Linked DNA regions of Macaca mulatta: region 2 is linked to region 1. A link is a contact called in public Hi-C data. All regions are on one chromosome and are shown on one strand. Each heading gives the region's core, a stretch centred on a gene start, on an enhancer-like site or on the middle of the called end of the contact. The rest is flanking DNA. Distances are from core to core; before and after follow the strand shown. Region 1 holds the start of HERC6 (HECT and RLD domain containing E3 ubiquitin protein ligase family member 6). Region 2 holds the start of PIGY (phosphatidylinositol glycan anchor biosynthesis class Y).

Region 1 (5,534 bases), core at 921-3,420:
ACTACACTCCAGCCTAGGTGGCAAAGCGAGACTCTGTCTCAAAAAAAAAATTTTTTTTTAAAGAAATAATATGAGGGCTCAGTGTCTTATGGTAATAATACCAAACTCTTACATTCTGTGCTTGAGAAAAGAAATAAACATTAAGAAATTACTATTCAGAAAAAGGTTATATTTGGTATATAAGAAAACAGAACCAGAAATATTAATACTATTCACTGACTCACTACTCATCAATCCAATTGTCCAATATACCCTTATTAGCATCTACCAAGTTCCAGGTACTCTTGAAGTAGAAAAATAAAGAACATTTGTTCTTCTCTTTAAAGAACTTGGAATATGGTCATAAAGAGTGGTGAACTGAAATTATATAAATAGGTTCTATAATAGTTTCTTTAAAAAAATCAATAATGCTGATGATGGCTAACATTGTCAAAGTTGCCAAATCTAAAATCCAGTGCTCAGCTGGACATGGTGGCCTGTAATCACAGCACTTTGGAAGGCTGAGGTAGGCAGATCACCTAAGGTCAGGAGTTCGAGATCAGCCTGGGCAACATGGTGAAACCCCATCTCTTCAAAAAATACAAAAGCTAGCTGGGCGTAGTGGCACATGCCTGTAGTCCCGCTACTTAGGCGGCTAAGGCGGGAGGATCACTTGAAGCTGGGAGGCAAAGGTTGCTGTGAGTTGAGATGGTGCCATTGCACTCCAGCCTGGGCGACAAGAGCGGAAACTCAGTCTCAAACAAACAAATAAATAAATACAAATCAGTGCTCAATCCTTACCTTGCTCTACAAGAAATTGACAAGAGTTGATCCTTCCCTTATTCATTACTTGCTCTGTCTATAACTCCCGCTCCTGGTTTTCCTCCTATGATCAGTCCTCTAGCCTCTGCCACATTGTTGCCACATTCACCCCCTGGGGGTTCTCATTCAGCCATCTGGCTTTAAGCATCATCTCTACACTGATGGCTCCCAATTTTCTGACTACACCCCAGCTTCTCTCTACAACTCCAAAACAGTTTATCCTATTGCCTTCTTGATTAACAAGCATCTCACAGTTATTACCAATCTATACTCCAGACCCACATAGCTCTAAACCTGCACCTTCCTCACGGTTTCCCAGTCCAGTAGAGTTTACCTTGCAGTAACCCCTAAGCCAACCCTGGAGTAATCCCTAATCCCTTTTCTTCTTTCCCCCCAATTTCCAATCCGTCATCAAATCTGTGGACTCTTACTTTCAAAACACGTCTTGAATCTAATAACTTCTCTCTTCCCTTCTAGGATATCACTTGACCTGGACTCTGAAGTAGTCTCTGCTAATTGGCTTTCTGCTTCCATTTGTGTCCTATTATTTTTCACACAGCAGCCAGATGAATCTTTAAAAACTAAAGTCAGATCATGGCTCTTCTCTATTCAAAACCTTCCAACTGCTGCTTTTCATCCTCTGCCCTTAGGCAATATCACGACTCATTCCCTCATTTCCCATGTCCCCTCAGCTCTCTGCACAAATATCACTTCATCAGGGAGATCTTTCCTAATATCTCAAATACCAGTGCCTTCGGCCTCCACCCTCTGGTTCCTGTTGTATTTTTCGTTGCCCCTTGATATTACACTTATGTGTTTTATGTAAATGCATCAAGAGGATCTTGTCTTTCACTAACTGTATTTGCAGGTCGGGCGCGGAGGCTCAGGCCTGTAATCCCTGCACTTTGGGAAGCTGAGGGTGGGGGGGTGGATCACTTGAGGTCAGGAGTTCGAGACCAGCCTGGCCAACATAAGGAAACCCCATCTTTACTAAAAATACAAAAATTTGCCGGACGTCGTGGCGCACGGCCGTAATCCCACCTACTCTGGAGGCTGAGAGTGGAGAATCGCTTGAACCCGTGAGGCGGAGGTTGCAATGAGCCGAGATGGTGCCACTGCACTCCAGCTTGGGCAACAGAGCGAGACTCCTCCGTCTCAAACAAACAAACAAAAAACAAACTTGTATTTTCAGTGCCAAAAAAGGTCTGGAAAGAGGTGGGCACTCGGATGCTTCAATTCTAACACTTTAGATATCTATTAAATTATCCCAACATATTAGATTTGCTGAATTGCTGTCCATATTTCGTAGATGTGATAGCTGAAGCACGGAATCATGAGGTAACCTACTCAAAGTGGCATTAATGACTCATAAATGGCTTAGGATATAAACCCAGGTTCAACACCTGGGACGCCCTCTCTGCTCTTCAGCACTTGAAGTTCAGGCAGCAGAGAGAGCTGACGTGGAGCCAGGGCTGCGCTCCTGGGGCGGGTTGAAGACAGGGTGAGCATCTTGATATCCTGGAAATCATCGCGCACCCAGTCACCAGCGTTCGGGAGCCTGTCGCAGCGGGACGGACGGAATCCGGAGCAGGCGACAGGGCGCAGAAGCGGGATGTATTTCTGTTGGGGCACCGACTCCAGGGAGCTGCAGCGCCGGAGGACGGAGCGCAGCCCCGGGGCTGAGCTACTGCAGGCGGCCAGCGGGGAGCGCCACTCTCTGCTGCTGCTGACCAACCACAGGGTCCTCTCGTGCGGAGACAACAGCAGGGGCCAGCTGGGCCGCAGGAGAGCGCCGCGCGGGGAGCTGCCAGGTGAGCGCGGGGCCCCAGGTGCGGGGTGTGGGGACCCCAGTGCATGGGCGCGGGGGCTTGGGTACCGGGCGCAGAGAACCGGGTGCGGGGCGCTGGGACCCCGGGTGAGGGGCGCGGGGGCCCAGGTGCAGGGAGTGGCTCAGATGCTGGGCGCCGCGGGCCAGGCAGGGGGGGGTGTTGGGAGCCTCGGATCCCTCCGGACCAGAAGAGCCACAGGAACCGGGAAAATGGTGCCCTGTGCTACGAAGAGCAGCTTCCTCAGTTTCGTTTTCCCGATGCCCCTCGGATTTGTTTCGGTTTCCAATTCAAGTTCAAAGCGAAACTGAGAGCCGAAACTAACCTGGTCAACGCTGCTCTGGACAGAGATGTGGTCCCTCCGGCTTGCCTTGCAGACAAATCCTCGCCTGCACGGTTCTACCTGGAGAAGGCAGCCTGACCTTACAAACGTGGTTTGTGGGTTGGACACATGTATCTCCCTTAGAAATACACTGGGACCTTTTTTTCTTTAAAAATATGTGATAGGCTGGGCGCAGTGGCTCACTCCTATAATCCCAGCACTTTGGGAGGCTGAGGCCGGCGGATCACGAGGTCAGGAGATCGAGACCATCCAGGTCAATATGCTGAAACCCCGTCTCTGCTAAAATACAAAAAATTAGCCGGGCTAGCCGGGCGTGGTGGCGTGTGCCTGCAGTCCCAGCTACTAGGGAGGCTGAGGCAGGGGAATCGCTTGAACCCGGGAGGCGGAGGTTGCAGTGAGCTGAGATCGCACCACTGCACTCCAGCCTGGCGACAGAGCAAGACTCCGTTTCAAAATAATAATAATAATAAATATATATTGTTTATATATGATAATACAATAATCGTTATGGATTATTGTAGAAATACGAGAACAAAATCACCGTAGCTCCAACACCCAAAGATAACTCCTAACATTTTGATGCATTTTCTCCCTGTCTACTTTTTTCTATGTATATAATCTTTATAAAAATCATGTCATTATAGATTTGTATATGCAGTATTCATGCAACTCTGAACACTGTGTTTTCATCAAACATAATCTTATGAACATATTACCCTTTTGTTGTGTATGTTTTGAAAATATATTTTAAATTGCTACATAACATTCTAAACTCTGAGAGTACCATAATTATTCTCTTTTTGTGGAAATTAGATTGTTTCCCACTAGGGACTTTTATAAATAATACTGATTGATATTCTTGTAAGCAAATATTTGACCACATTTCTGATGACTTGCTGAGAATAGTTTCAAAAGGTGTGTGGAGGAGGAAAATTTTTCCTTTACCTTCTTAGGTTCAGCACCTGGGTCCTGCAAACTTAACTGACAAAAGACAGATCGACAGGAGGAAAAGCATACAATTTTATTAATCTTTTACATATAGGGAAATTTACATGCCTGGGAATTTACAGAATAGAAGTGAAACTCAAGTGCTTCGACTTAGGAGCTTGTGTACCATGTTTAACAAAGAAAAAGGGATTTGGACTTTAAAGGATGATGAACTCAGGGAAAGTGACTAGAAAAATATATGGGAAAATCTAATGGACGATAAGGTTATTTTAATTAGACTTGTTTATGCAGGCTCACCTCAGGGCCAAGTCTTCATCTTAGGTGACCCTTCTCTTCTTTTTTTTTTTTTTTTTTATTTTTTGAGATGGAGTTTCGTTCTGTCGCCAGGCTGGAGTGCAATGGCATGATCTCAGTTCACTGCAACCTATGCCTCCTGGGTTCAAATGGTTCTTCTGCCTCAGCCTCCCAAGTAGCTGGGATTACAGGCACGCCCCACCATGCCCAGCTAATTTTTATATTTTTAGTAGAGATAGGGTTTCACCATGCTGGCCAGGCTGGTCTCAAACTCCTAACCTCGTGATCCACCTGCCTCGGCCTCCCAAAGGGCTGGGATTATAGGCATGAGCCACCGCGCCTGGCCGACCCTTCTCTTCTTGGTGCAGGAGATGGGAGCTTCTCACAAAAGGATAGTTGTGACCTACTTTTAGGTAGATCAGAAGAGAGCAGAGAACTCTTCCTTCATCTGTTGATTCTTAATTGCCTTCAGCTCAAATTCTTTTGGTAAAGTAGCAAGTTTTTAGGTCTTATCACCTTCATTTGGAAATGAAGGGCAACATGATAGTTAACGCCAAATTGTTCTCCAGAAAAATGGTACCAATTTCTATCTTTGTGAGTGCATGAATCTTTGGGAAATTTTAGCCTTGCATAAATTTACTGTAAATAGTTGAAAAAGATAAGATTACAAAGATAAAAGGAAAACCAAAATCTTAAATGTTACAAAAACGTTACTGGTATGATGTTCTCAACTCCAAACGTCTAATAATTCAGAGACAGACACCTTGGGAAAGCAGTTTAGATTGGCTTGTAGGGAAATGTGATCCGGTTTTCATTTGTGGCCATATTTAGGGCCTCCATTGGGGCATAGTTTTCACTTTTCATTGTGAGAGGATCCAGCACCTGCCTCTCACATTCATGAGGTAGGCGCCCTTCCAATTTCCTTCTGAGCAAGGGATTCACTGCTTTCAGTGTTTAGGGTGGGAAGACAGAATGGCAAAATGGAGGAGATCCTAAATTTTTTCTGGGTCCCTTTATTTTGCTGGGTTTTGCTAGAGAAACATTTGGTCATGTGTCATAGTGCCTAGAAGTTACCCCCTCCATGATGCCTAATCCTTTAAATAGCAGCCATTAAAAGATAGACTTGAGTACACTAAATGTTTTTAAGAGTCAATTTGAATATTCAGCAGTTCATGAATTGAGCAGCACCAGACCTCAAGCAGTTGGGCTCCACTAAGGGAGGTGCAAGGAGATGCCAGGGGTAACCTTTGATAAGGTGTTCCAGGAAGTAAGACAAAGAAAATATTTGATTGGTTAAAGTGGAAAGTCCCTTGTTTGAAGTA
Region 2 (5,534 bases), core at 880-3,379, 150 kb after region 1:
TGTAAAAGCAAAGGCTGGCTGTGCTAGTGCAGCCCTGTGGGAAGTTTTCTTCCACAGAGGCTGAGTAGAACAGTCCTGTTAAAGAAACCAGTGGAATAAGAACAGTCAATGTAGGAAGAGACAGAAACATTCTTCTCTTCCACTTATTACCTGCCACTGTGTTTTAAAAGGTATATGGTACTAAGAAAAGTTGGCTGTTGCGTTTTATGTTTTTTTAATTATGAACTAGCGCTGCTCCACTTCTTCCTGCTTCTTACTTTGATGCGTCATCCTAGCTGCCTGTGGTATCATATTAGGAATCCCATCAATGATTGGATAAGCTATTCCCAACTCTTCATTAATCAATTCATTTGTTGATGCTTCATATCTGGGGTGGAAAAAAAAAAGAACAAAATGAGTTGTGGAAAAATAAAATAATTGAAGAGCCTGATTTTCAACAAATACCACCATTTATCCAATTCTTGGTATGGAGTTAATCCCAGAATAGTCTTCTTTAATTAAAAGCAACGATAGCCAATTCAACCTTTTATCTTAGAAAAATTCTCTTAGAATCTATAATTATTCCCATTTTAGTCAGTTTCTCTCATATTCTCTTTTTCACCTTATTCACAAGTTATTCCTTAATTTTTTTTTCATACTAGTCAGAAAAGATCCCCCTCTCTTATCCAAATATTCCTTCATTACTTTGGTCAACCCCCAAATCATCTCTGTTAATTTACTACTGGAATAAACACTAGAGAAAAATCAACTTCTTCGTTTTAGAATAAATGCTAAGTAGAAAAACTTAACTAATCCATTAGAAGGAAATCACTGGAAAAGGTGAGAGGGCAGAAATGAGGAAACTTTGGAAAGCAGTAAGTCTGCCGTGAGCTAGTTATAAACGCAAATCAAATAATTTCAAGGTTTGAGAAAACTGAATATGTTTATTATGGGAAAAAAGAAATATGAAAAATTGCTAGTAATCTACCACTCAAAGATAACCACTGACAACGTTTTGGTGTTTCGTTTATGCGATTTGTAATACTAGCGTTAGTGTTGTCAATATTCCATTTTTGGGAGCTTGGAAACTGTAGAGCTGTCTTCCCAAAAACTAGGTTAAAGAGGCTTCTAAGAAATCTGCTAGGCCACAACTAAGAGCCACCAGGCAGCATACACAGCTGAATTGCTTAAGATTGTCAGGCACCAGTTGTACAAGACACTTTCACAAGAATCTGGAGGGTAAAATACTTTTCATTATCTTGGCTTAAAAACCGGATGGCTTTGGACTTGTCCTGAATCGCAGTAATTCAAGAACCTGCTGGTACGTTAGAAATCATTTAGGGACCATTTAAGAACACAAATAAGCTGGGCGTGGGGGCGGCGCCTGTCTCCCGACTCCTGAGGAGGCTGAGGTGGGAGTTCTAGGCCAGTCTGGGCAACGTAGGGGGGCACCCTGTCTCTTAAAAGGAAAAAAAGAAAATACAAATGTTCAGGTCCCAACCCCCGAGCATTCCAAGTCTGCCCGTCTTGGGGGCTGCAGGGGAATCGGCATTTTTAAAACGGTCCCCGGGTGATTGCAAAGAGCAGCCGGTCGCGAAGCCTAAAACGCTTCGAGCCATTCCGGCAGGCTGGCTATGTGCTCTGGGAGATGTGGGACGCGGCTCCCCTGGCCTCCGGTCTCCCCCGTTCTGCCCGCCGCAGGGGGAGGTGCATGCACCGGCGGGGACAGAGTCCAGAATATGGCAGCGGAGAGTATTCACCGACCTACAAGTCCCCAGTGGCTGAGACAGGCCGCGGTCCACCACTCCCTTTCCGCCCACCGGGAGGCTGCGAAGGAAGGGCCAAGACCAGCGAGTCACCTGAGCGGCTTCTTGGAGAGCGGGCACACCAGGAACTCCAGCAGCGCCGGATCCAAGGCGCGGGGCGGCTCCTCCGTCTCGTTGCTCCGGTCGGCCAAAGGCCGCGAGCCCGACGCGTGCAGACACCTACAGGCGACCGCGGACCGCGCTGCGCTAGTTCCCCGCAGCGCTGAGGCGAGCCTGCCGCGTGCTCCGCTCAGCATGGTCTGGCAGCCGGAGACCAGGCCTCACTGCGCCTCCGCCAGCCGGGGCCGAGCTCCTCGCTCCGCGGTAGTACAAGCCAGCCGACCAGGCCCCGCCCCCTGGTGCTCTGGGAAACGCTGCCGGTGAGTAGGCGGGGCGGGCGCTTTGGTTCCGAGGGTGCTCCTGCTCCGACTGCTTTTCCCACGGACGTCATCTGCAGGCCGTAGGACAGCCCCAGGGCTGAGGCCTCTAGTGGGTGCCCCGCCGCCTTACCAGACTACAAACTAAATCAGTGTTTAAGTCGAGGTGTCTGGGCTTTCACCGGGGCCTGTGGCAGAGATGCTAGGAAGCCAGTGGCCAGATCTCAGAGTTGTAGGGAGTTAGGCTTGGACCTACGTGGTTACCTCCAAGTGAAGTTTCAAACACACTGTCATGTATTGTATTGAATGTATTGCCATGGATGTATTGAAAGCGTTCATTTGTTTCATGTACGTCTTTACTATACCATTAGTTTCTGTAATCTTGTTTGACTTCTTTCTGTCTCATTTAAAAAAGTGAGAACCTGGAAGGAATGGTCTAGGCCTCTGACCCTCCAAAATATATAAATTCTTCCTGCCTGAGACCCAGTCATTGTGAAGTATTTGCGTAATAAAGCACAACTAATTTACTTCTATCAATGAGCTTGGAGGCCGCAAAGGGCCTAAATAACTGTGTAACAGGCAGATGTCTGTTAGTCAAATGGGTGATCCATTCAGTGAATTTGTATCCCAGGTTTGCTTCCGACTCTCCGAGGAAGTGATGCATGTTAGATCTCTTTCTTACAGTGTAGTAGATGGGAACTTGGGCTCTGGGGCCTGACAGCTTGGTTTCCTGTCCACAGTTTAGTAGCCGGATTACTTCGGCAAGTGACTTAACTGCTCATTTTACTTATCTGTATAAGATTAATAATTGTACCTACCTTGTTCTGTCAAGGTAGGGGATAAATGTGATTGTGCATTCGAAGAACATTTAGAAAAGTGCCTGGCACAAATTAGTGCTCTATTAATGTTGTCTATTTTTATTTTTATGTCATCTAGTTTTTCCATGTCCGAAGACTCAAAGTTTCTTGTTAGTCATCCATTTTTTCCCTCCGTTCTGCTGAATATCAACCTGAACTTTTTTTTGCATCTCTGGGCATTATCATTTCACACTTTGAGTTCCTGGGGCTAGAAGGAAAGAATACGAAAATATGTTTATATTTTCAAATTTCTCTCCCACTCCAATGTAAAAATAAATTGAGAAATGTTTATGCGTTCATCCTAATTTTTTGTCTATTTGTTTTTTGGGCCATCCTGTTTTTTAAAAAAAAAAGTTAATTTTTTGATGTTCTTTGTTCACTAATGCTCAGGAGATTTTCTAAGGTTAATGTAGTTTGTAGGATACCAAAAAGGAAACACTTCTACTGGATAGATATTTAAGAGATAATGAAAGTCTCCGGTTGCCACACCTTCCTTCCCCCACAAAGAAATCTTTCATAGTCGGTTATTAGAGTCACTAAGGGACTAGAGTATAGGGCAGTTATCAGGACTTACCCCCCCAGTCACTAACGGACTAGAGAATAGGGCAGTTACCAGGACTTACCCTCAAGGGAAACTACTGTAAAGTTCCTATGTTACCTTCACACTATTTCCGACTAGGGCAGTAGCAGGAATTAATTTTCAGTTGAAGTCAGTTGATAATTTGGGCTCAAGGGAAGGGGTGAACTGTAGGAAAGATAAGTTTCTGCTTAAGGAGAAACAGCACTTGACTTCTGCCAGCACTGAGTGGGCCCAACCCTTGGCCCTTGTTGGGTAGGGGAAGGCACCCACGCTTAAGCCTCAGCTAGCTTGGCTGACATGCCTCTATCAACTGGGTTTTCTAACCAGTTATAAATAAATTAGTTTCAGTTTGCCTGCACATAGAGCGTTTGAGGCAATTCCGTTTACTTTATTTAGGGGAAGAATAGAGAGTAACAGCAAAGTATTGAAAACATCCTCAAATTTATAACACCAGAAATCAACAACCAATATTTAAGGAACATCTGAATGTATGACTGTCACCATGTGCGTATTAAGTTGCAACATATCAAAGCAAAATGTCCCTAAATAGCCCTTAGTAACACGATTCATTTCTGCCCGTAGTATACTAAGCTAAATGTAGATGATAGTATAGGATCATGGGACTGGAACTGGGCTTTTAAAAGTTAGTCCCTTTTCACTGTTCACATGGCTATGACCTTTCCTGTCACATAGGCCTGTGCACAATAACCTGATGGGTTCTGAGCTCAGATACAGTATACCTGTGTGACCTTGGAGAAGCTACTTAAGTTCCCCCCTCAACCTTCTCATTTGTGAAATACAATAATAATAGTATGTAACTTATGGTGTTTGAACAGACTAAATAAAACAATTCAAGTAAAACAGTACAGGGGCTAACACATCTAAAGAACGTTGTTAGCAATAAAATTATTTATTATGGTGAAACTAGTAAACATTCTGATGAAAAGGGAAAGCACAAGGTACTTCTGGGACACTCTTTTTAACTGAAATGGAATTTTTCTAATTTCCAATATGGATACTATTGAAACACAATTATTGGATTATCACACACATGAAGTTAGAAATCTCTAGGCAGAAGAGGGGCTGGACTATGTATTTTAACAAAGCCCATCAATTCCAAATTTGGGGGGATTGAAATTTATGAACCTGTAATCCAAAGAAATGAGTCAAAGTAAATTTTCCACTAGATGGCATCATTTACTATTTGAATTAACATTTACCTCTGCTTGATTTTTTCTCTCTGTGATTACAAAGATTTACTTTCGTTTTGTCAATTGTTTCTTAATTTGATGACACTTATTTTTTATTTTTATTTTATTTTCTTGAGATAGATTCTCTCTGTGTCACCCAGGATGGAGTACAGTGGTGCAGCCGTGGCTCACTGCAACCTTGACCTCCCAGGCTCAAGCAATCCTGGCACTTCAGCCTCTGGGTAGCTGGGACCACAGGTGCACGCCACCATGCCCAGCTAACTTTCGTATTTTTTATAGAGCTGGTGTTTCATGTTGCCCAGGCTGGTCTGGAACTCCTGAGCTCAAGCAATTCACCCACACTGGCCTCCCAAAGTGCTAGGATTACAGGCATGAGCCACTGTGCCCAGCCCAACACTTATTTTAAAAACAAAAATCATAAAAGTCTTACTAATAAAATTTAATTATAATGAGTTTATTAAAATCAAGTTTACAATAGATAAATGGACAAAATATTTGAAAAGAAAAATTCACAAAAAAGAAAATACAGTTGATCAATAAACACATTAAAAAAAATTATCCTCAATAGTAAAGTTGTAATGCTAGTTTCAAACATCAAATAAGTTTTGAAATAACCCTAGACATGAATGTTACCAGCCTTGTCTTGGCCATCTGAAGGATAATCACAAATTCTCTCTGAAGGGCTGAGGACTAGTGCCTGAAAAAGGGCCAGAATATCCCAGCAT

What was found. Hi-C and Micro-C count contacts between places; a contact is called where the count stands out from the background.
Region 2: a contact with region 1 is called in a Hi-C map of CD4 T cells, with 5 times the contacts expected there. The contact joins the promoter of PIGY here to the promoter of HERC6 in region 1. A contact is called at or near these places in 4 of 14 Hi-C or Micro-C datasets (CD4 T cells, blood, fetal cortical plate and 1 more).

The regions. Positions count from the first base shown.
Region 1 is chr5:97,696,577-97,702,110 of T2T-MMU8v2.0, forward strand. HERC6 (HECT and RLD domain containing E3 ubiquitin protein ligase family member 6) reads left to right here and starts at 2,171. Exons shown (of 22, transcript XM_078002009.1): 1 at 2,171-2,612. The coding sequence starts at 2,414.
Region 2 is chr5:97,843,919-97,849,452 of T2T-MMU8v2.0, forward strand. PIGY (phosphatidylinositol glycan anchor biosynthesis class Y) reads right to left here and starts at 2,130. Exons shown (of 2, transcript NM_001265768.1): 1 at 1,839-2,130; 2 at 1-367. The coding sequence starts at 130. PYURF (PIGY upstream open reading frame) reads right to left here and starts at 2,151. Exons shown (of 2, transcript NM_001261568.1): 1 at 1,839-2,151; 2 at 1-367. The coding sequence starts at 2,041. The coding sequence ends at 226.